2 separate regions of the Zea mays genome follow, and region 1 is linked to region 2. A link is a contact called in public Hi-C data. All regions are on one chromosome and are shown on one strand. The core of a region is the stretch at or near the end of the contact, and the rest is flanking DNA. Distances in the headings are between cores, read along the strand shown.

Region 1 (4,322 bases), core at 206-2,705, 210 kb before region 2:
GTAGCTTTCAGATGTTGAACACCTGTTTGCCTAGCAAATGGAACGAATCAATCATGCAAAAGCAAATAACAAAGAGAACCCTACCTCTTATGGTTGCAACATGCCAGATCTAATCTTAAAAAGCTGTGAACAATTCAACTATAGGAATTACCCATTTGTTCTACGCAAATCTAAAATTGAAAAACATGAACACCAACATTGTACCTGAAGTTTTGCATAACCAACTTTCCACCAGACAGGCTCCACAAAATGCACTAACCCAAATAGATCTAATAGCTCAGGAACAACAACACCGAGGGCAGCAAGCATGGCCCACCGACAATGTAAGATTTCGAAGCTGCAAGGTAATATTGTTGGTCAGAAGACAGAACTAGGAAACTAGAGAGAACAGCAAAGCACTTACAAAGCTAGTACAAATGAAGAAACTCTATATCACAATTTCAGAAACATAACTGATTTTATGAAGCTGTCAAAAGCAGTAATCATTGTTGGTCATAACCTGGAAAAATATGAATGGTGCAGAGAAATCAAAGGGATTGACAAGCTCCAATGTAAAAAGGTTCACATAATGATTACAGAAGCAAAAGTAGCCCTTAAGAACTGCCAAATACCCAATCGTTTCCGGATAGGGTCAAGCACAACAATATATTGCCTGTAAGTTAAACAAGTACTAAACGACAACACGCGGGTACTGAAAAAGATGGTATAGTTCTGCCAATTAATGTAAGGAATAGTTTACTTTGGTATTAGGAGCACCATATGACTACCTGAAGAAGACAAACAAGCTATTGTTCCACTGCCGCTTAATACTAATATATATGGGGAAGAAAAGAAAACAGTATAGTTAACGGAAGGAAAGGAACAACGGTGACATACTTGAAGTAGTTTGCGAAAGCAACAGGATCCCTTCCCAGACCTGCAATATCGAACCCATAATCTCCAGGGTACTCTCCTGTCAAATACTCAGGGTAGTCGTAAGGCACGGGACCAAGCCACCGTGGCCGATCTCCACCGTACCAAAAGCTGCAATCGTTGCCACTCGGATACAGCTCAGACAAATCAAACGACGTGTTCCCCTTTTAATGAAGCAATAGAACGGACTGCACCTGTTGTTACGGGCGCCGCGCGAGGCAGCGCGGAGAGCGTCAGCCTCGGCAGCTGCGGCGGCCTTCCTGTCCTCGAGGCGGCGGCGGAGGCGGGCACCCAGGGGACTGTTGGCGAGGGCCTTGACTGCAGTGAAGGGGATGGCGGAAAACACCAGCACGCCCGCCAGCTCCTGCCATGATGCTCGCACTGGCGTGTGACTCCGCCGCCGCCGCCGCAAGGGGAGCGCGCTGGGCGGCGCGGCGGAACGGAACAGGAGGAGAGACGATAGCGGATGCATTGAGCGCGAGTTGAGAGTTGGGACCCTTTTGTCAGTATTTAGGAGGAAAATGCTCCAGCCCAACCGAACAGAGGAGAGCGAAGGAAGAAGACGGCAGCGCCACCGCCACGTGGCGGGAAGATGATCACGAACATTTTTTTCGTGCTTCATAAACGCAAACCCAAATCAATTCACACATGCACTAGTGGTGCAGAAATCTCTTACACATATAAAGCGACCGTCATCCTCCACGGAGCGCATAAGTCTTTTTCCCTTCGTTTTTAGTCTAACAACGCATGTCAATCATATAATCATCACGACTGCTTAATTACTCCTTACCACCACTCATACAACCATCATTCTACACCTATAAAGCACCAATTTCAATCGTCGCTTACTCCCCAAGACCACCCATACAACCACTACGACTGTTTCCTTTCCAGCACCAGTTTCGACTCTCGTCCAACGTCACGCACGGAGGGTATAACCGGTTTCGACCATCGTCCTGTATCACGCACGAAACGTATAAGTCTATTCCCCTCCCTCACGTCTCGCCTAACAAACCAGATAAGATAAATCTTATCTCTGGCTTGCATGTGTAACCAACCATACAACCACCAAGAGCGTTTACTCCTCAGTATCACTGATACAACCATTACAAGCGCTTCCTCTCTAGCACCAGTTTCGACTGTCATCCTACGTCACACACGAAGCATATAAATCTATTCCCATCTCTCGCTTCTCGCATGAAATAAATCTCATCTATTGCCTGCATGCGTAACCAACAATACAACCACTATGAGCGCTTACTCCTCAGCACCTGCCGGCCTCCGACTCACTAGCCGCCATCGTCACGCTCCATCCGTGGCACCACCTTTACCTTCATCCATCGACAAACACCTCAAACCGCTGCCGTGACACTCTACCACCATGCGCCTCTAGAGGCACCCAGGCAAGAACAACCAAGGGGAGGACTAGGAGGCGTCGGCGCCGGTAATATGTGGCTGAATAGCCGAGGGAGAGTAGGAGGAGGCGCTCCCAAGTTGAATTTAGTTTTGTATTAGTTGTTTGCAAATAAGTTGTGAGATATTGAGGTAATCAGGTAAATGATAATATATATATTGTTTATTTTTATATAATTATTGTCTCTTAAAATTTTATCGAAATGTACAGTCGGATTTCGGTCTCTGCCCGAATTATTGCAATTACATATCGAGCGCAGGCAGCATGCATGTATGCTTCACCAAGTCTGCTCAAATGCACAATTAAATAATTAAACAAAATAAATCCACAAAGGCACCAAGGTTGCATAACAATGCCACAAATCCACAAAAGCACTTAGCAGGCAGACACATGAGTACAGAAGTATGCATGATGCAAAACACCACTAGAGACACCAGAAGTCTATAACAGAACAATGCCACAAGCCCACACTCATACAGAGACACTAGACAAGACAAACTGAAAATATGCATGATGCAAAACGCAGCAGCAGTCTAGGGCTCTAGCAGCGATCCAGCCTCCTAGGCTCTAAGCGACACAACAGCAGTAGCACGCTAGTACGCCAGCACTCAAGGCTCAGAGCAGCAAGGCAGCAACACCAGACCACTAGTCCACCAGCCTGCACTCAAGCAGCAGCAACCACCATAGTCCACCACTCCACCAGACAACAGTCCACCACCACGCTACCAGCCTGCACTCAAGCAGCAGCAGCCAACAATTCAGCTCACAGCTCAGGTCCAAGACTTAAAAGACAACATATTAGTAGTCAGTTAACATACTCAAATGTAAATGTTATTTACTCATTTTGTCAAAAAACAACTCAGTAACTCACCAATATTTAGGATGTCGTGGTTGATGTTGATGGTATTGTCCTGCTAGACTTGGTTCTTTGTGACTGGGAAATAGATTCATCTAACTTCCGTTTACCTTTTGCATTGTTGGCATATTCTTCAATTAACTCTAAATGTAAGAACAATATAAAATGTCAATTAAACTAAGTCTCAGCTCTCAAGGAGGGATGCAAGTAGTGAAATTAAAAATGAGTAGCTTTTTCTAACTCTACTAATCTCTCCGTGTCCTCCTGAATATTGATTGGAGTTGATATTCGTAGCCAATCTTGAGTACAAACAAGTACTTGCACCATGAATGGAGTGAGGGAGGTCCTGAAGTCATCGAGACTTCGTCTAGTTGTGCTAAAGACGGCTCCGAGGCGATTGTCGACACTAGAATTGCTAACACATCACGTGCCATTTTTGCTAATACTGGAAATCTTGATGAATTCACCTTCCACCATCCGAGAATGTCAAACTTATTATCCTCTGGTTCAGTATCTTCACTAAGGTACTTTTCAAGTTTAGACTTGTTGCTGCCACTTACTGCACCATGTAACTTCAACTTTTTGGCAAGAAGGGATTTCACCCTACCACCTTTGCTTTGTTTTGGTTCCTTGGGATCATTATCCTGAGCTGTAACATCACTTGGAGCATGTGTGTTCCTATATTCCTCAAACAATTGGAAAACACGATCTTTAATAGCAGCCCAAACATTATTTCCATTTTCCTCACTAAATATCTCCCAGTTACTAGTTTGGTGTCTGACAATTTATATCTAGGATCAAGGGCTGCAGCAACAAAAATCAGCAAATTCAGATTCTCCTTGTCCTTCCCTTTCCCCTTTCCCATATCAGTTCTGCCCACAGTGCCTAGGTCAACATGTGCATGCTAATTTTCCCAATACTTATCATACATGTCTTTCATCCTCTTTCCCATTTCTTCTCTCAAAGGATCCGAACTGCTCATCTAATTATTAATCAACAAGTGGACATCAGCAATCTCAAAAAAAAAAGTTGTGTGAATTGACATGTTCTCTAATAGAAAGACGCTCAGTGATCTCATAGAAATGACAAAGGAACTCATCCATCTTCTTTGAATTCTCCCAATCTATCTCATCTGAATAC
Region 2 (4,388 bases), core at 339-2,838:
CACATGCTCTGCTCCCCTTAACTAACGTTCAACACTAGAAGACTAAGAAATTAGATTTATTAGTATTAGACATCTAAATTTAGAATAAAGATAGAAGCATATTAACTAACTTTCTAAACCACTTATTCGAACTAATTTGGATAATACACTAATCACATGAATGTCACATTATTATTATTATTAGACCTAGCGGACAACTCATTATCAATTAGCATAGAGCCCCGCGAAACTGTATGTTCAACATTCTAAATACCTAAGGTACCTATACACGTCTTTTATCATGCACCTCTCCTATGTTGGTTGGAGAAACCTACCAATGCTACTCGATTCTAAATTCTTATGGTAGCCAGTAACATTTAATCATGACATTTGATTGACCACCAATCATACAATATAATGACTACTAGCGCATGGCCTCGACTCCATCGTGCAAACACACTGAATATAATTAACATCGACAGACTTATCGATAATTGCTTAAAATACTAAATTTAACCTACGCACCACCGAAATACCACACCCTGCAAAATTAGAACTAGTTTAAACATATTCGACAACTAAACTCATCGAAGCACTCCTCGCATCACTGGTATTCTTAACATAAACTTCATAAGCAGACGAAGCGTCTTATTTCACGATCATAAAACCAATAGTAAAAATAGCGAATCGGCTCACCATATCTCAATTCGATTTGATATTTGCCTGAAGACGACGGCCTTTGATTGAAGTCTTTGATCAAACACCTGGCGAGCGATGCATCGGAACGTCACCTTCTTCTTTTCCCAAACACCCTGATATTTCTCATTAGTAAAATCTGACGCGAACTCCACAAGAACCATGATGATTTCTAGTTCAGACTTTTCGTCGAGTACTTGGTGAATTCCATGCTGCTAGCTTCGTCTTTACCTAGCTTCACCTCGCCACACATGTGCAACGCATCAACGTGCAGCGAGATCGAAGGAGAGACTTCGGGACTCTAAGGCTGGTGGCAACGCGGGCGGTAGCGCGGGCGAGAGAGAGCCGCTACCGCCCGCGCGTGAGCGAGAGGCGGGCGAGAGAGGGTCGCCGAGCGACGACGCTCGCGCCCGGCGAGAGCGGGCGGTATCGCCTCGCTCTCGCCCGCGCTGGAGCGCCCGCTCGGGCGAGAGGCGGGCGAGAGGGAGGCGAGAGCGAGGCGAGAGCGCGGGCGAGAGCGACGTGGCGCGATCTGACTGGTCCACGTGTCGCGATCTGATTGGTCCACGTGTGGTAGCCGTTGCAACTAGCCGTTTTGACCGTTTGGAGTCCAAAAAATTCGAAAAAATTTTGCAAAAAATCACAAATTTCATCCCCAATCCCTCTATATATATCCCTACCCGGGTGGACCTCATTCCACACACAATTTCATCTCATTTCTCTCTTCCAAACTCGCCTTTTCTACTCATCTTCACGTCATGTCTTCCTCGAGCACAAACTCAAGTGAAGGAGCCGAAGGGGCAATGTGCAATGCATTGCAAGCAGCCATGGAGGAGGCTATGCTCAACCTCAATGAAGAGTCGTCGAGCCGGCCCAAGCGTCGTCGACGCTACATGAATCGTGATCGTGAGTCTGCCCATGATCGGCTTCATCAAGACTACTTCGCCGATGACTGTGTGTATCCTCCAAATTACTTTCGGCGCAGGTATCGCATGAGGCGACAACTTTTTTTGAGTATTATGCTTAGATTAGGTGAATACTCTCCGTATTTCACCCAAAGAGAAGATGCTCTGGGTCGACTCGGGCTCTCTCCCCTACAAAAGTGCACCGCAGCTCTGCGCTTGTTAGCCTATGGATCCGCTGCAGATTCAATAGATGAGTACTTAAAGCTAGCTAGATCAACTGCATTAGACTGTCTAGAGAAGTTTTGTGAGGGTATCATTCATTGTTATGGGGAGGAGTTCTGTCGTCGACCAAATGTCGTGGATATTCAGCGTCTACTAGTAAAAGCAGAAGAGCGTGGCTTTCCAGGCATGCTAGGAAGTATCGATTGTATGCATTGGCAATGGAGGAATTGTCCGGTCGCCCATGCCGGTCAATTCACAAGGGGGGATATCAAAGATCCCACCATCATCTTAGAAGCTGTTGCATCGTATGATCGGTGGATCTGGCATGCTTTTTTTGGGGTGGCCGGGTCCAACAATGACATTAACGTACTGAATCAGTCGCCATTATTCAAGGATGTCCTTCAAGGTCAAGCACCCATAGTGAACTTCATGGTTAATGGACATGAACACAATATGGGATACTATCTTGCCGACGGCATCTACCCTTCCTGGCCGGTGTTCATCAAGGGTATTCCGCTTCCACAAAGTGAGAAACATCAGTTATTCACAGATGTTGAGTGCGCTTTTGGAGTGTTGAAATCTCGGTTCAACATTATAGCAGTTCCTGGACGTTCTTACTCTCAACGTACTCTTGGTTTGATCATGCGTGCATGTGTCATTTTGAACAATATGATCATCGATGACGAGCGTGATGCCGATTTAGACGAGACATATGAGACAGTTGATTCTACAGTCGACCCGTCGATCTACTACAATGCAACCCCGAGCCTAGCAGTTAGGATTCAAATAGACAACGAGATGACGGACACATCGATGTATACACAACTACTAAATGATTTGGTTGAACATGTATGGAGACATAATAATCATTAGATTTATGTAATTTTCTATTAATTATTATATATTTTTAAATCGTCATGTAATTTTATTTTAATTATTACGCAATTTGTAATTTTTAATTCAATAAAAAATATTATGTTGTGTGTTTTTTTAGCGTTGAAATAAATCTGCGTGAATTACTTAATTCTGAAATAGAAAAGCTGATGTGGCTATAGACTGAGGCTGTAGCTTGCCTGTGCACTGGAACAGCAGAGACGAGAGTGGAGGCGAGAGCTGACGTGGCGGGACGAGAGAAAGGCTGTGCACTGGACTCAGCCTAATGTTGATGGCACAGAAGAGGGGTCTGGGCGCTGCGGCGAAGCGAATAGGGAACGTCCTCGCCAAAGTTGCAAGGACGGACAGACCAGGGGCAGCACCTGGCGTGCGATCGGAGGTGAAGAACGCCATGAACATGCGCAATTCTAAGCGCTGGTGAAGGACGACAGAGAAACAAGGACGGTCGCCGATCGACGACTGGAGCGCGGCGCGATAGACTGGGCACGTCGTGATGGCCGGCGGGCGCAGTGGAGATAGCGTTGCCAGCGCGCATAGGAGGTGAGGACGAGATCGGCGACCATGGGCAACAACGAGCTGTTCCACGGCGGGGAAGAACGCTGGGCATGACCGGCACTAGAGCAGGGCAGGGCTGCGTCAAGCAGGGAGCGCAGGACCACGGCGAAGTGAGCGCCCCCACGACGACATGCCAGACCCGGCCACGACAAGGCTGAGTAGGGAGATGACGCACAACTAGATCCATGGGCACAACACGGCGGCAGAGGTCCAGTGAGGCTGTGACGGCGCGATGGGGATGGAGGCTCGGCACCAAGGAGCCGTGGCCGAGAGAGAAGGAAGATAGCCAGTGCGCGCCACAACAGAGAAGATGGGCGAGCAGAGTAAGGACACGGAGTAAATCCACTGCGAGGATGACAGGGACGCGAGCGCCGATGGGATCGATGGCAGGGCGGGCGGATCGGCGCGACGGGGAGAAAGCTGCGCGTCCAGAGCGAGCTAGAGAAGGGGCGTGGGCGGACGAGGCGGACACGACCATGGAGATGAGCTTGAGGGGCGTGGCCATGGAGGAGAAGGGGAGGAGCGCGCTGTGGGAGATGGGGCGGGGAAGGAGCTCGACGCCGTCACACGCTGCAGCAGAGAGAGAGGGGGCGGCCGAGCGCCTGATCTCCCCCGAGATGGTCGTCTCCAACGCACCGAAGTCGTAGGAGAGGTCGGGGAGCGGGATCGTCGTCACCGGCGAGCTCCAAGTCGGCGCGCGCCAGGATGGTGGAGGAGCACCGGGCGCGGCCATGGGAGAGGGAGCAGGAGCGTGCTGGAGATTAGAGAGAGGAGATGAGGAAATATCGCGCGGCCAGGGAAGCGATGGTGCAGGGGCACGCTCGGCCTTGGATGAAGACCGCAAGGTGAGCAGAGGCGGCTGGTAAAAATACTAGGGAGATGAGATCGAAGGCTGGGGCGGCGGGAGGATAGGATAGAAAAGATATTTTCTTTTCTTTTTCTTTTTTTTTATTTTTTACACAAGTGATATAGATATCCCAACTCTGAGATTAGGGTTAAAAAGAGACAAAAACAAGTTAGAGCAGGATAGTATTAGATACAAAATTCGGATAGAATTTGATTTAGCGAATACTCTGAAATTCAGATGAATTTTTACCAGTTACTTATATTCAAAGATTTTGATCTAGGCAATAAACA

Evidence for each region. A called contact is a pair of places that touch in the nucleus more often than the background predicts.
Region 1: a contact with region 2 is called in a Hi-C map of leaf, with 5 times the contacts expected there. The contact joins the promoter of LOC100274085 here to the promoter of LOC109941100 in region 2. A contact is called at or near these places in 2 of 25 Hi-C or Micro-C datasets (leaf and tassel).

The regions. Positions count from the first base shown.
Region 1 is chr7:86,255,871-86,260,192 of Zm-B73-REFERENCE-NAM-5.0, reverse strand. It overlaps LOC100274085, which reads right to left and starts at 1,455. Exons shown (of 6, transcript NR_174878.1): 1 at 1,107-1,455; 2 at 877-1,023; 3 at 454-499; 4 at 205-337.
Region 2 is chr7:86,044,811-86,049,198 of Zm-B73-REFERENCE-NAM-5.0, reverse strand. LOC109941100 reads left to right here and starts at 1,588. Exons shown (of 1, transcript XM_020541591.1): 1 at 1,588-2,675. The coding sequence starts at 1,668. The coding sequence ends at 2,675.